Regions from separate parts of the Triticum aestivum genome. Here region 2 is linked to region 1. A link is a contact called in public Hi-C data. All regions are on one chromosome and are shown on one strand. Each heading gives the region's core, a stretch centred on a gene start, on an enhancer-like site or on the middle of the called end of the contact. The rest is flanking DNA. Distances are from core to core; before and after follow the strand shown. Region 1 holds the start of LOC123095865 (coatomer subunit alpha-3). Region 2 holds the start of LOC123095868 (serine/threonine-protein kinase GRIK1).

The links. A called contact is a pair of places that touch in the nucleus more often than the background predicts.
Region 2: a contact with region 1 is called in a Hi-C map of leaf, with 7 times the contacts expected there. The contact joins the promoter of LOC123095868 here to the promoter of LOC123095865 in region 1. A contact is called at or near these places in 2 of 5 Hi-C or Micro-C datasets (both in leaf).

Annotation. Positions count from the first base shown.
Region 1 is chr4D:21,956,798-21,963,763 of IWGSC CS RefSeq v2.1, forward strand. It overlaps LOC123095865 (coatomer subunit alpha-3), which reads left to right and starts at 4,526. Exons shown (of 3, transcript XM_044517436.1): 1 at 4,526-4,838; 2 at 5,459-5,953; 3 at 6,477-6,966. The coding sequence starts at 4,631.
Region 2 is chr4D:22,125,200-22,132,165 of IWGSC CS RefSeq v2.1, forward strand. LOC123095868 (serine/threonine-protein kinase GRIK1) reads left to right here and starts at 4,567. Exons shown (of 12, transcript XM_044517440.1): 1 at 4,567-4,826; 2 at 5,018-5,433; 3 at 6,544-6,618; 4 at 6,701-6,745. The coding sequence starts at 5,044.

The DNA.
Region 1 (6,966 bases), core at 3,276-5,775:
ATGGCTGGCATCAATGCAGGTAGAGACTAGAGAGAGATGGCTGAGCACGACATGGTCTGGGCTCAGGTGCTTATCGTCTGGTCAAAGAGTGGTTCGATCCAATTCCATTCCATCATCCCATGTGGATGTGGTGCTGAGTTCGAGCTGCCAGCGGTGGTGACGGCAGCCATGGCACCATGCGGTGCTGAGTTCGAGACGAGTTGCTCGCGTCGTCTTCTTCCTCGTTCGTTTAACCGGCGATCCTGTCCTGTCAGCTTGAGAGTATAGACTAGGGAGACTAGTGGTCTCCTGCTTGAGCGAAATGGCTTCAGTCTTACCTGCTTGAGCGAAATGGCTTGAGAGTATAGACTAGGGAGAATGTGGCGGGTTGGCTGCATCGGCAAAGCTTGGGTGATCGTGTGTCTCCCGACGCCTCTTCCTGCCGCCTAACGATTCGGTCCGCTCCTGTCCCAGTGGCATTCACTTTTCTCCCTGCTACATCAACCTTTGGCGATTTCTTTGGTAATTCAAACCCTCTGTTACTCTGTTTGGAACGCAGTAACTTCGACGTTTTGTGCAAATTTTGCAGTTATTGTCTCTGTTCCTCTTTCATTATCTGTTTTGTTGCTAGTGAAAATTTTATGAAGCTTGATGGGCTTCAGGCGTGCAATTGGACGGTCTCTGGAGCAAACCGCAACTTGGGGAAGGGACCACAGCGTATGAGCGTATCTTCTTCGTGAAGCTACGACCATTTTTGTCGAACTGCCGTGCGCTCAGTTCATGTTCCTAGTTCACCTCAACCTATCCACGAGTGTTCTTTTCCTCGTGAAGAATCAAAGATAATTGACATGCTTTATAAGAAAACACAAAAACATGCAAAACGGATTTCCGCCCGAAGAGCCTAACTACGAGCAAGCCAACTACCTAGGCTATGCCCGAAGCATCGTCGGACCAAAAAGCTGCACTAGCAGAACACCAAGAGAACATCGACAATCACCATGACCAATGATGCTTGCTCGATGACGAGCTCTCGCTTTCGGACTCAAACCGGCCTCACAACACCATATCAAGGTCTCCAAGGCGTCGCCTCCCGACACCTCCTAGGAGGGAGCTACGGCAGGAGCAACTACTCTCATTCGATTTGGCAAAACGGGATATGAGGTTTTCACCCAAGGGACAAAGATGTCGTAGCGAAGTTGCGGAACCTACGAGCATGTAGTATGAATTTTTGTAGTTTCACAATTCTAAGAAGCACGACCAAGATTTAGCAAAAACACGATGTAGATATCTTAGATGTTGGTCTAGAAAGTGTAAGATGGGTGGAAGTCCATATTCAGAATAAAACCATGGTCGGCATGGATCAAACCCCATGTCAACCACTCATTTTTTTTTCCTGATAAACTTGTGCCCTCCGTAGAGGGCCAGTCCTATTTGGCGCCTAGGCCGCGCGTACCACTTACGTGTGTATGTCCTCTGTATGGACTTGCCCATGTTGGTTTTTCCCACTGGTATTGTTTATTTTTCTGAACCGGCCCTGAACTGGTTTTGCCTTTCTTTATTCTTCTGGCCTTTTCTTTCTTTTATCTTTTTACATTTTATTTTTATTTTTCGTGCGTTTGTTTTTATTTTCTTTTTTTCATCTTTATTTTCTTTTTCATTTTCCTTCTCTTTTTTTAACTTTTTTCGTTTTGCAAACATCTTTCAAACTCGTGAACATTTTTTTAAATCATACTTTTTTAAGAAATCATGAAAATTTTCGAATTTATAATTTATTTTGAAATCATGAACATTTTTTAAATTCGTAAGAATTTTTTGAAGTCGTGAACAATTTTTCGATTTGCAATCCTTTTTAAAAAATTCAGGATATTTTTTAAATTGTGAACATTTTTTAACTCATGAACATTTTTCGACTTCACAAACTTTTTGTAAATCCACAAACACTTTTTTGTTTTTAGTACAACATTTTCTGAAATTCATAAATATTTCAAATTCATGAACATTTTTGCAAATGCATGCAAATTTATTATTTTTTGATTTATTTATCAAATCATGAACAGTTTTTCAATACGTGGTATGGTTTTAGAAATTCGCAAACATTTTTTCAACTCATGAATATTTTTTGAATCAACGAACTTTTTTGAATTTCAGACATTTGTTCAAATCCACAAGCATTTTTTGAATGCGCAAACATTTTCCGAAATCATGAACTTATTTGATTTCCTAAACCCTTTTTTTCAAAATCATGATTTTTTTATATGCGATCATTTTTTGAATTTGCAAAAAAATTATGATTTCTTGGTTAATTTTTTCTCAAAATTCACAATTTTCTAGAAAATTGGATTTTCTTGAGATCCCGAATTATTTTAAAGAAGACAAAAAACAAAAAAAGGACAAAAAAGTAGAGAAAAATAAAGGGGGTCCCGTCCCGCTCATGGGTCGCACGCAGGTCCCTCCATAGAGGGCCACCCCACTCGTTATATTGGAAAGGCCTAATTGCGAACTAGGCCAAAACCCAAAAGATTACAAGATCAACACTGCACATTACAGGCAAAGGAAAACATAAAAAAATGAATTACAACTTTGCCATCAAGAACCAGGTGTAAACAACTATAGCAAGAAAATGACACGTCGACCTCCAGGCTGCGTGAAGGCGGACACATGCTGCTGAGTCTGGTTGTCTGCCGACCAAGGGGTTGACTGCCGACACTGACAAACAGAAGCCCGAGGTCGTCACCGGCAAAGATGAAGAGCAAAAACACTATTAACCTATTAGCAAATCCTTCCCCACAAGGTTTGGAGGGAGAGAACGAGCTTGGCGTCAAACCAGCTTGCTTCAACTTCCAGACGACCTACTCCAAAACCTAATCGAAAGCACCGAGTGAGGACAAAGCGGATAATGAAGATAAGAGGGAACAACACCTGCCGAGAAGGGACCAACATGATGCATGCATTTTTATTAGAACAATTAGACCTAGGATAGAGGAAGAATGACCGACATAGATTTCTCCTTCCTACGCCAACAACAATCCAAGGGGGGGGGGGAGGGGATCAACTCTCCGCCTCTCTCCCCAGCGCACTCTCATTTCCTTCCCCGTCAGCCCCTCCCCTTCCCGGCACTCGCCAACGACGAACAGTGCAAGGGGCCCTTTTCCCCTTTAATTTAGTAGTTCCTTATCAGTCATGTTGGAATAAGCACCAATACAAATACCATATGGTGCTTTTATGTGAATTTGTATCGATGTTATTTCCAATACAAATTCCATTCCGCACGAGAACCAATCCATAGCTGGATGTTTAGGAGGGTACATGTACTCCGAGCCAACGAGCGATATAATCATAGCTTTTGCCATCCTATTGTTCGATCAAAGCATAATGTTTCCAATATGAGGTGGTCTTTTCGATGATATCGAGATGCTAGTGGCGATATCGATCAATCTTAAAGCTCCCGCGACTGCAGTCTTTGGAGGACATTGTACAAAGTGTTTGCGTGTGACAATGGATGCGTAGATGCGAGAGTACATGCTGTACTCAATATTTTATATAAAAGATACTACCATCTAGTCTAGAAAAAAAAGCAAAGATACTTCATTTCCGGCATGGGCACCATCCTCGACCTCGGCACATGCACTTTATAGTTATCTAAAGGGTTTTTATCATTTATACCATTAGTTGTATCTCACTACTCATTTTGCCGTTAGAAATTACTACCAGTAGAAAATGCCATCGTTTCCTGAGATGCTTGCTTAAAAATGTCGTTAGATATCTAAAAAATGCCATCGTTCCATTAGATGTTTGCTCAGAAATGCCATTAGACATCGTTATTTTCAGGTCAAACTCGTTGACCATATTATATGACGAAAATACCCCTATACCCACTTGTCAGCTCTCTCTATCTCACAATGATAAATGTGGACCCCACTTGTCAGGAGTAAGCAAGCGAATAATTTTAGAGAAAATAAGAATGCTACTGGGATCAAGTGGGACCCACACTTTATTGTAATGAGATAGAGGGAGAGCTAACATGTTGTTCTATAGGTATTTTAGTCATTATGACATGACAAACGGAATTTGAGCTGACAATAATGGTGTTCAGTGGCATTTTTTAGCATGCGCCTAACGAAGCGATGGCATTTTTGAGCAGTTGGAATTCCTAGTGGCAAAACCGAGTAGTGAAACACAGCCAGTGACATAAATGATAAAAAATCTTATCTAAAACGTCTTACATTTGTTTACAGAGGGAAAATTTGCTAAGAGGTAAGCACTTATCTAAGCATGAAATTTATAATTCGTACTCTACCAAAAATTGGTCATAGCCAAACCGCTTATCTTAGCATTGCGGCAAGCGAACGACGCGTCACTGACAACCCGGGCGCACCATTTCCGACGGCTCAGATCGCCCTCCCCGAGAATCCAACGGCGGCGCCGCCTCTCACCACCTCAGCAGCGTCGGAAACCCATATCTCCTCTTGCCCGAGATCTAAAGCACCTTCCTCCTCCCCACCCATCGGCCATTCCCTCCCTCCCTACCCCTCCCCTCCGCCCCAGATCCACCGACCCCCCCCCCCCCCCTCCCCGCTCCTCTCCGCGGCCAGGGCCAGGGGCCGCCGCCGCCGTCGCCGGGGACGACGCGCCGCCGGCGGGGGAACGGAAGATGCTGACCAAGTTCGAGACCAAGAGCAACCGGGTCAAGGGCCTGAGCTTCCACCCGCGGCGGCCATGGATCCTCGCCAGCCTCCACAGCGGCGTGATCCAGATGTGGGACTACCGCATGGGCACCCTCCTCGACCGCTTCGACGAGCACGACGGCCCCGTCCGCGGCGTCCACTTCCACGCCACCCAGCCCCTCTTCGTCTCCGGAGGTACTGCCCTCCCCTGCCCCGCCCTGCTAGATCCCGCTCGGCTCGATCGGTTCGGACGTGATTTGCCATTTGCGGATCGATACAGAGCTGCGCGCTGCGGCCCCGAGCCTTACCTTTGGATTGGAGGCTCTGCGCGCGAGTTTCGAGGCCGTTAGATGTCTGTGTGATCCGTCGACGCTGCCATTAGATCGCGCTTGATGCGTGCCGGTGGTTGTTAAGGATCATAAGTTGGTAGGATGGGTTGGTCGGATCTACTGCTTACTTTATGATCTTTGCTGTTTCTAGAATTGTTACTGGGAGCCTCAGGTGCCATTTGGTTTTAATTAGTGACTGATATCACCGTAGTTTTTTCACCAGTTGAACGTGAATGTAGAGTAGGTGGTATAATAATCCAATGCATGCTCATTAGCATTCACAAAACCATGATGGGATTGTGTGGCTGATGACACTGGGGTGCACTCTGGTTGGTCTGGTTCATGTTTTAGTTACTAGCTTAACAGTGAGTCAATGCTTGAACACTGAGTGAATGTAGAAATAGAATAGGTGGTAAAATAATCCAATGCATGCTCATTAACATTCACAAAGCTTGAACTTCCTTTTTTGGTTGTGATGCAATGCAGGTGACGATTACAAGATCAAGGTGTGGAATTACAAGACACACCGCTGCTTGTTTACGCTTACTGGGCATCTCGACTACATTCGTACTGTGCAATTCCACCATGAGTACCCATGGATTGTAAGTGCCAGTGATGACCAGACAATCCGGATCTGGAACTGGCAGTCACGTACTTGTGTGGCTGTGCTTACCGGGCATAATCACTATGTTATGTGCGCGTCCTTCCACCCCAAGGAGGACCTGGTTGTGTCAGCATCGCTAGATCAGACTGTCCGTGTTTGGGATATTGGTGCCCTGAGGAAGAAGACGGTGTCACCTGCAGATGACATCCTGCGTCTCACTCAGATGAACACTGATCTGTTTGGGGGTGTCGATGCGGTTGTGAAGTATGTCTTGGAAGGCCATGACCGTGGTGTCAACTGGGCATCATTTCACCCCACATTGCCACTCATTGTTTCTGGGGCAGATGACCGGCAAGTGAAGCTGTGGAGAATGAATGGTAACAGTGCAATCACTTCTTTAACTATTTATGTCTGGTTTATTTTATTTCGTTGTATGAAAACAATAATTACATATTTATGTACGCATCATTTCATTATTTTGTATGACAGTTTGAAACAATGCTTCTGAATTAGTCATTTTATTTTGAATCCTTTTGATTCTGTTTAAGTGATATTACTTGTACAGAACCTTTTACTGTTTACTCCTCAGTCTATCACAAGTAATATCAACTAAATTGTCAGTGGTCATCAAAACTAGCTGAACGCAAGAAACATGTTTCGTAATTGTCAAATTACTTTTTTGTTAATTCTGAGTGATCACATGTATATAACCATTTAATATCCAGTAAAACACTCTGCATATTAGTAGGACTGAACAAATTATAAACAAATTATCAAATTACCCTTGTTTGTTCAACATGAGAAATGTCAATTGAAGGTCTAGTCTAGCACTAATTATTTTTTTGCTGAGTATTGGTTGGATTGAACAAACAATAAAATAAATTTGATATTTTTTGACAGATACCAAGGCTTGGGAAGTTGATACTTTGAGGGGGCACATGAATAATGTGTCGTGTGTGATGTTCCATGCGAAGCAAGACATCATTGTGTCCAACTCAGAGGACAAAAGCATTCGCATTTGGGATGCCACAAAGCGAACTGGTATTCAGACATTTAGGCGGGAACATGACCGTTTCTGGATCCTTGCTGCCCACCCTGAAATGAATCTTCTTGCTGCTGGTCATGACAGTGGCATGATTGTGTTTAAATTAGAGAGGGAACGCCCAGCTTTCAGCGTGAGTGCTGATACTGTGTTCTATGTGAAGGACAGATTCCTCCGGTTCTTTGAGTACTCCACCCAGAAGGAAGTTCAGGTGGCTCCAATAAGAAGACCAGGATCCGTCAGCTTGAACCAGGCACCCAGGACACTATCTTATAGTCCAACTGAAAATGCTGTGTTGATCTGCTCTGATGTGGACGGGGGCTCATATGATCTGTACATTGTTCCTAA
Region 2 (6,966 bases), core at 3,317-5,816, 170 kb after region 1:
GTTAACAAGTCAAAGGAAGAGGGATACGTAAAAGACCAAGTACAAAATAAAGGCAAAGAAGCTCAAGCCATGAGAGGCCCAATCAACCAAGGTCCATTCATGAATGAATGGCAAAGGGTGGGTCATAATGAGCCCTGGACACCCACACCTTTGACAAGCCTTGATAGACCTATCGACCATCTTTTACCAATGTAACTCTCCACCTTTCCCGATTGAGGGTAGCCTTAGTCATTTGTGAAGGACCCCTAGACTATAAATAGCCCCAACAGACATGTACTCTCATTCACTCTACTTGAATAAACTCAATAGGAGAGTCACTCCCTCCTCCTTTAAACTAAGGTTTAAGGAGGTCGGGTTTTGGAACCTGAGGGACCTTATAAGGCCTGAACTATCCGGAGTTGTGGGACTGCAAAAATGGCAAAGTTCTCAATGTTTCGTGTGCCGAGCACTTCTCTCAACGTCTCTTGTGTAGGATGTAGGTCACACTCCTACAAGGAGTTTGAGCCTCATTTTTTAAAATACCATGTCACCTAGTCGGTGTATGCCGACTTTCGCTATAAGGCCATCATACAAATCCCTACTAAAATTTTCTCTAACCACACTGCTAAGGATGACCCTTATCGAAAGTTGTTTCTATAACAACAACACAAACCAATTTCTTAAACATAATGAATATTCTATCTATAAATTATAAAAACAGTTATAAAAAATTATAGACGAATGGAATATTTTACATAATACTTCCACCATAGTAGACCATGGCTTTCAGCCTTCCACCACCAGATAAATATTCTCTCATAACATATTCTCACACTGTAGTCCAGAGGTTGGTGCAAACGAGATCAATAAGGGAAGAAAACTAGAGGATTAATGCAAATTGAATAGAAGTGTGGAGAACATGGTTGTTGTTTGAGTCGCCCTTTCATCGATATTACCAGTCGGTTGGATAGAAAATGCTTAGTAGGCAAACAATTCCGGTATAAGAACATCTCCAACAGATGATGTATAATAAGGCAACCAAAAAAAGTTTTAGGGCACCATTTTTTTGCCGCAACAGATGATGTAAAATATGACACCAAAAAAATTTATGTCGTAGTAGATGATGTAAAATAGGGCACCAACTATGTTTCTCTTTTCCACAACTGCATGCATATTGAAACAAAAAAAGTTATGGATACAATTTAAACTTCGCAAGATCACCGCACACATATCAACAAAATATTAATTTTCTTTAAATCCACACATCAGATTCGAATTCAGAGCATAACATAGTGCAACACATACACAAATGAAAGCATAGTTCATACAAACACACCACAATCATAGAACAATGCATAGCCACTGAAATTTCATTGCCTCCACTGAATTAGCTAGAGTTGCATGATCTTCAAGATTTGATGCCTCTTCATTAGCACCATTGGCACCCACGCCACCTCCCATGCCTCTTCCCATGGTACCACCCATGGCACACATGTCTCCTCCCATTCCACCCGTAAATCCTCCCATGTCGCTTCCCATGCCTCTTCTAATGGAATCACCCATGGGACCCATGCCTCCTCCCATGCCGCCACCCATGTCACCCAGGCCTTCTCCCATGAATCCTCTCGCCACGGCCATTGAACTAATATCCAACACTTGGTAGCGACAAATATTAATGTATGTTTTTTTGCTTATCATCAAGACCACATGTGTCCATGAACATTAACTTCTGCTCTTGTTCCATTGCTTGGATTCTTTCTTCCATGGCCACCTTCCTCTCCTCCTCTGCCACTTTCCTATCCTCGGCCACAACCTTTAACTCCTCGGTCGTCGCCAACCTCTCCTTGGTCGTTGCCTTCTGCTGCTCGGCCGTTATCCTCTCCTCCATTTCTTTTATCTTCATAAATTTTCTTTCTTCGGATGTGATAGCCTAACTTAATAGGGATGATAGACTACTCATAGCAATGAGGAATTCCTTCTTTTCCTGGAGCCCATTCGGAAAGAACTCCAAAGTTATGCGTGCTCAACTTGGAGCAATTTCAGGATGGGTGACCGGCTGGGAAGTTGGTCCTAGGTGCGCATGAGTGAGGACAATATGCGTAGGAAAGACTAGTGTTGATCTGTGGGGCTAGTATAGATCTTGTCAGGAGTAACAGCCAATAAACGGCGGGCGTGTCCGGGGCGTTACAAGTTGGTATAAGAGCCGACCCTCGCGGATACACGGATATTTGCGACTCAGGCGCGCAGTCACATTGTGCATGACGTTTGTGGCCCGTCGTGGCACACGACATGGCACATATGCCTGACTGGACACAAAGACGTGTGCCAAGAGGGAACATTCTTGTGGGCCTACGAGGATGTTGGTTCCTTTGAGTGGGGGTGTATGTGATAGCCTGGCCTAATAAGGATGATAGACTACTCATGTCAATAATGAATTCCTTCTTTTGGGCACCCCATTCAGAAATAACTCCAAACTTAAGTGTGCTCACCTTGGAGTTCAGAATGGGTGACCAACTGGGAAGTTGGTCCCAGGTGTGCATGAGTGAGGACAATGTGTGCAGGAAAGATTAGTGTTGATCTTTGAGGCTAGTCTAGATCCCGACAACAGTAACGACCAGTAACCGATGTGTGTGTCCAGGGCGGTACATCAGACATGTCTTCTCTTGCATTCATGATGGCGTCCAATGATTCCTTCACATCATTGTCTTCGGCTTTCATGCCCTTTTCTTTGCCATTATTTCTTCCATTGGGCATTCTTGTAGGAGCAACCGAGTTGGGAGTGGGGTTTCTTTTTTCCTTCTTTGCAACTTGATGCATCATCATCATCACCACACCACCAACCATTGTTGCATTTCCAACCAAGCTCTTAGAGTTCTTCCTATGAGCTTCATATGCCTCTCAGTTCTTCCACTTCTCATTTTCAAGATCCTTCCAACAATGATGCAAGGTGAATGTTTTGCCTTTCTTTCTTTTCGCCCTTTTCCTTTGAACAAAGCATGAGCAATGTTGGCCTAAATAGCACAATTAACAAAACAAGATAGCCACCAATACATATGAGAGGTAATGAGATAAAGAAAATAATTGATTAATTTGAGCAAACAATCACCTTGTCTCTGTCAATTGTGGCACGTGGGATCTAACATAAGCGACCAAGGGGAGGGCTCTCTCACCGTAAAAACTGGGAGCCTTACATCTTGGAAGGCATACATGTAACCCTCAACTCCAACAATGCATCTACCTATGTATTTGTCCTCTTCTTGTTACACGGTTAAGAGAGCAGGATGCATTTGACACTTGGTTATTATGTTGATAGAATCATGCATGGAAGTCATCTAGGCATGGCCCCCTTTATATGCCCAATTTGAAAATAATGTGTAAGAGATTTTTTATCTAAAATTTCTATACGAAGATCATCATCCATTTGCTTCGTCTGGTGCATGACAATGTCATTGGTGAAGATGATGGCGGCCGGAGGGATCATCGGTGTTTTCAGCCTGGAAGGATCGTCAGAGAAGAGGGTGTCGATGCCAAGTTCTATATAGTGGCAAGCTCTATATCAGACCCGACCACATCGTACATCAAGATGGGTGATTTTTTCGAGGTTTTCTGTAGGGAGTCTTCGTGTTAGATTTGGGGCGGCAAAGCAGTGGCGTTGCCCCAGGGTAGGAATAATGTTCTCCTTGCTGTATCCCGGTTCCGTTGGTGCGCCTTTCGTTGAAGGAGAGGGCCCTGGAGCCGTGTCTCCGGCGGGTCTTTCGGGATTCGTTCAATTTAGATTTTCATGGATCCGTATGGATTTAGACTGTTTTTGTGGTCTTCAGAGTTTCTACATGTCTGATCAACGTTTCTGTCTCCAAGGTGGCGGTTTGCTTTGCGTGTCGTAGCCGCCGACGCCTCATGGTCTGTATCGACGATTTCTCAGCCGTTGCTTCTACAAGCTCTTGGTTTTCAAAAAGTTTACTCAGCCAAGGCGGAGGCCTAGAGGCAGCATCAAGCTATGCTCACAACACGCCTTCCGTGGATGCCGAGGAAGAAGATTTCGATACCCCCATGAATTTGTATATTTTTCTTTTTTTTGTGTGTGTAAGGAGTAGTATGACATTAGGCCTTTTCTAAAAAAATATTGCAGTAGATTGTAGTATAGAACAATTCCCCCAAATGGAGTAGAAGTAGATAGAATAAATTAAAGCACAACACTGTCCAACAATCACAAGCTGAACGCGAACCAACCTGTGGTTGGATGGTTAGAGGGATTGTGATATCCTCAACCCATCAGGGTTCAAATCCTGGTGCTCGCATTTATTCCTGGATTTATTTCAGGATTTCCGGCGATGCGCATTCAGTGGGAGGAGACGTTCCCGTCGAAGACGAGGCGCCTACGGTGACTTCGTAAATCTCAAGATGAGGTGCCGGCTCAGTCTTTCAGAGGTGCTCATAGGGGTAGGGTGTGCGTGTGTGCGTTCATAGGATATGAGCGCTTGTGTCTGTACTGATGCTAAAAAAAAATCGCAAGCTGAACCTGTCAAAAATACAGATCGAGAAAGAGAAAAAGGCGCCTCACGTGTCAGGTCGCAGTCGTCTCCTCTCCTCTGTACCCCACCTCGCCGTCTCCACCGTGCTCCTCCCACCCCGCCGCCCCCCTTGCGACCACCAACGTGCCGCCCCGTGCTCCTCCCGACGCGCTTCCCCCCACCCTGCTGCCCCGCCCCAACCCACCCACCATCCAACTCTCCACGTCCCCTCCGCCGCCCTCCTCAACAACAACCTCAATTGCGGCACGACGGTGATCCAGCGGCGACGGCGTGCTCGAGCGGCGACTGCGACGACGGCATCGGAAGACACGCGTGGTACGCTGCTCCTGTCCTGCGCCTTTAGCGAATCGAACAGCGAATCAGGGGAGCGAACTCGAGCCGCGATCCAGATCGATCGGTCGGGATCGGGGAGGGGGGTTCGACGAGGGCCTGCCAAATCCGGTCACTACGAACCGAAGCTGATCCCTTCACTGACGCGTTCTCCTTCTCCTGTTTTGTTCGTCCAGGATTTCTGGTGCGCGGCTCCTTCTGAATGGCAGACCTCACGGACATGGGCTGCTGCAGCTGTTTCAGTTTCCTAAGGAAGCCCAGCGTGAAGGTAGGTCGGCCTCGGGACACTGATGGCATGTTGTCCAAAGATTTGTTGAAGCGCCAGACTAGTGAAGATTTCGATGGGAGCTTCTACACTGGAGATGATCCTGACCTAAGCTTTTACAATGGGGATGGCATTGATAGAAGCTTCTTTAATGGTGATGATCCTGATAGAAGTTTCTATGAAAGAGATGGTACTGATTATAATCATGAAAGTGACGATGAGCCCCCACGGAAGAGGTCTGAAGATATTATTCTGACAAGGGCTCAAAGTGGCTTTGCATGTAGAGAAAGCCTGGTTAAGGAGACTAAAAAAGTTGTTCGCTCAGAGGTACCGCCTTGTTAGACATCAATTTCTACCAGTATCTTTCTACTCGCGTCCATCGAAAACATTCTGTCTAGGCAACACTTTAAAAGTGTATGCACGAGCCAGTTCAATTTCTATTAAGGAATCGTGTCGTATAAGGCAACTGAATTTCATTCAAAATTATCGTTAAGTTTATCTTGTTGAGAAGTAGAAGTACTCTCTCTTTCCTTTTACTTGCGATTTGCTTCGCTTTCAGAATTAATGAGTTATTATGCCTGTTTTTGCTCGTCACTTCATGATTGTGTTGATTATTTGTCTGACGATGTTAAGATTATAAATGGACTCTTATATTGCTTTCCTATATGAAGAACCAAAACCAGTTACAGGAGTTACCCTAAGAATTTTCAAAAATCTTTGGAAAACGAAGATGCATCTTCCTCTGTTACCTAAAATGTAGATACATATTATGTTTGCATTTATTTTTGTATTTATACATCTTATAGTGTTGCATGGTCCATAATTATGGAGACCAGATTCTGTTAGCAGTTTTACTATAAAACATGCAAAGATGGCCAGTTCAGGTGATTGGATCATTTATGCAAATTGCCTCGATTGAACTGAATTAAACTTGGTTAAACTGGCCATGGCCCTCGAGTAAATTGATCATGTTGGACTTTGTTAAAGTCCACCACACGCAAAGTTTAATCGAACGCCACTGTGAGGGCCAATAGTTTTAACTGTCATCTGCTAGTACAAAACAACACACCTAATACACTGTCTGGCTATGGTTCTTATTTTCTTTATTTTTGGAATGGCTAGCCATTAATCCTCTTATTGATAACGATTGATATAATTGACCTAGTTTTAGCACCAATGTGTTCTAAGCAAGCAAAAGTAATACTACATGTGCTCCGCTGGAACTAATCTGTAGCATTCATGTAAAACATATACTCTATTATTTTAAACTCAGTGTATTTGGTGATCACTGTTCTGACGGGTGATCTAAGACTGTGACCAAGTTTTTTTTTGCTATGCCATGGCCGTTGCATGTCTAGTGAAGAGTCGAGGAGCTGCGCGAGAGCATTTACCTTTTGCACTGAGCTGTATAATAACTTTCTCCTTTGGCATGTTTAGGACGATCTTGGCAATAAGATGATCAATCAGTATGTTCACCTGGGCAAGATCGGTGCTGGAAGCTATGGCAAAGTGGTAAGACCGCTTAAATGTGCTATTAATGAACTTCACTGAGTAGCTAGCTGATTCCTTTCCATTTCTCTTTGCTTCTAAAAAGGTTCTATACCGAAACATTGAAGATGGGAAGTTATATGCAGTGAAGGTAATGCTTTCCACTGTTCTCTGGTGTTGGCAACACAAGTGCCTTTTTTAGTAACTACTTTGATGATGTTGATAACTGAGGTTTATTGATACATTTTTTTATTGAATTGCATGATTCAGTACTCTTTTGTTGTGACACCCCCCCCCCCCCCCCCCCCCCACACACGCCTTTCTAATACGTTGTGCCCTTTGCATGTTTGTTGCTAGCTACGAAACCTGCTT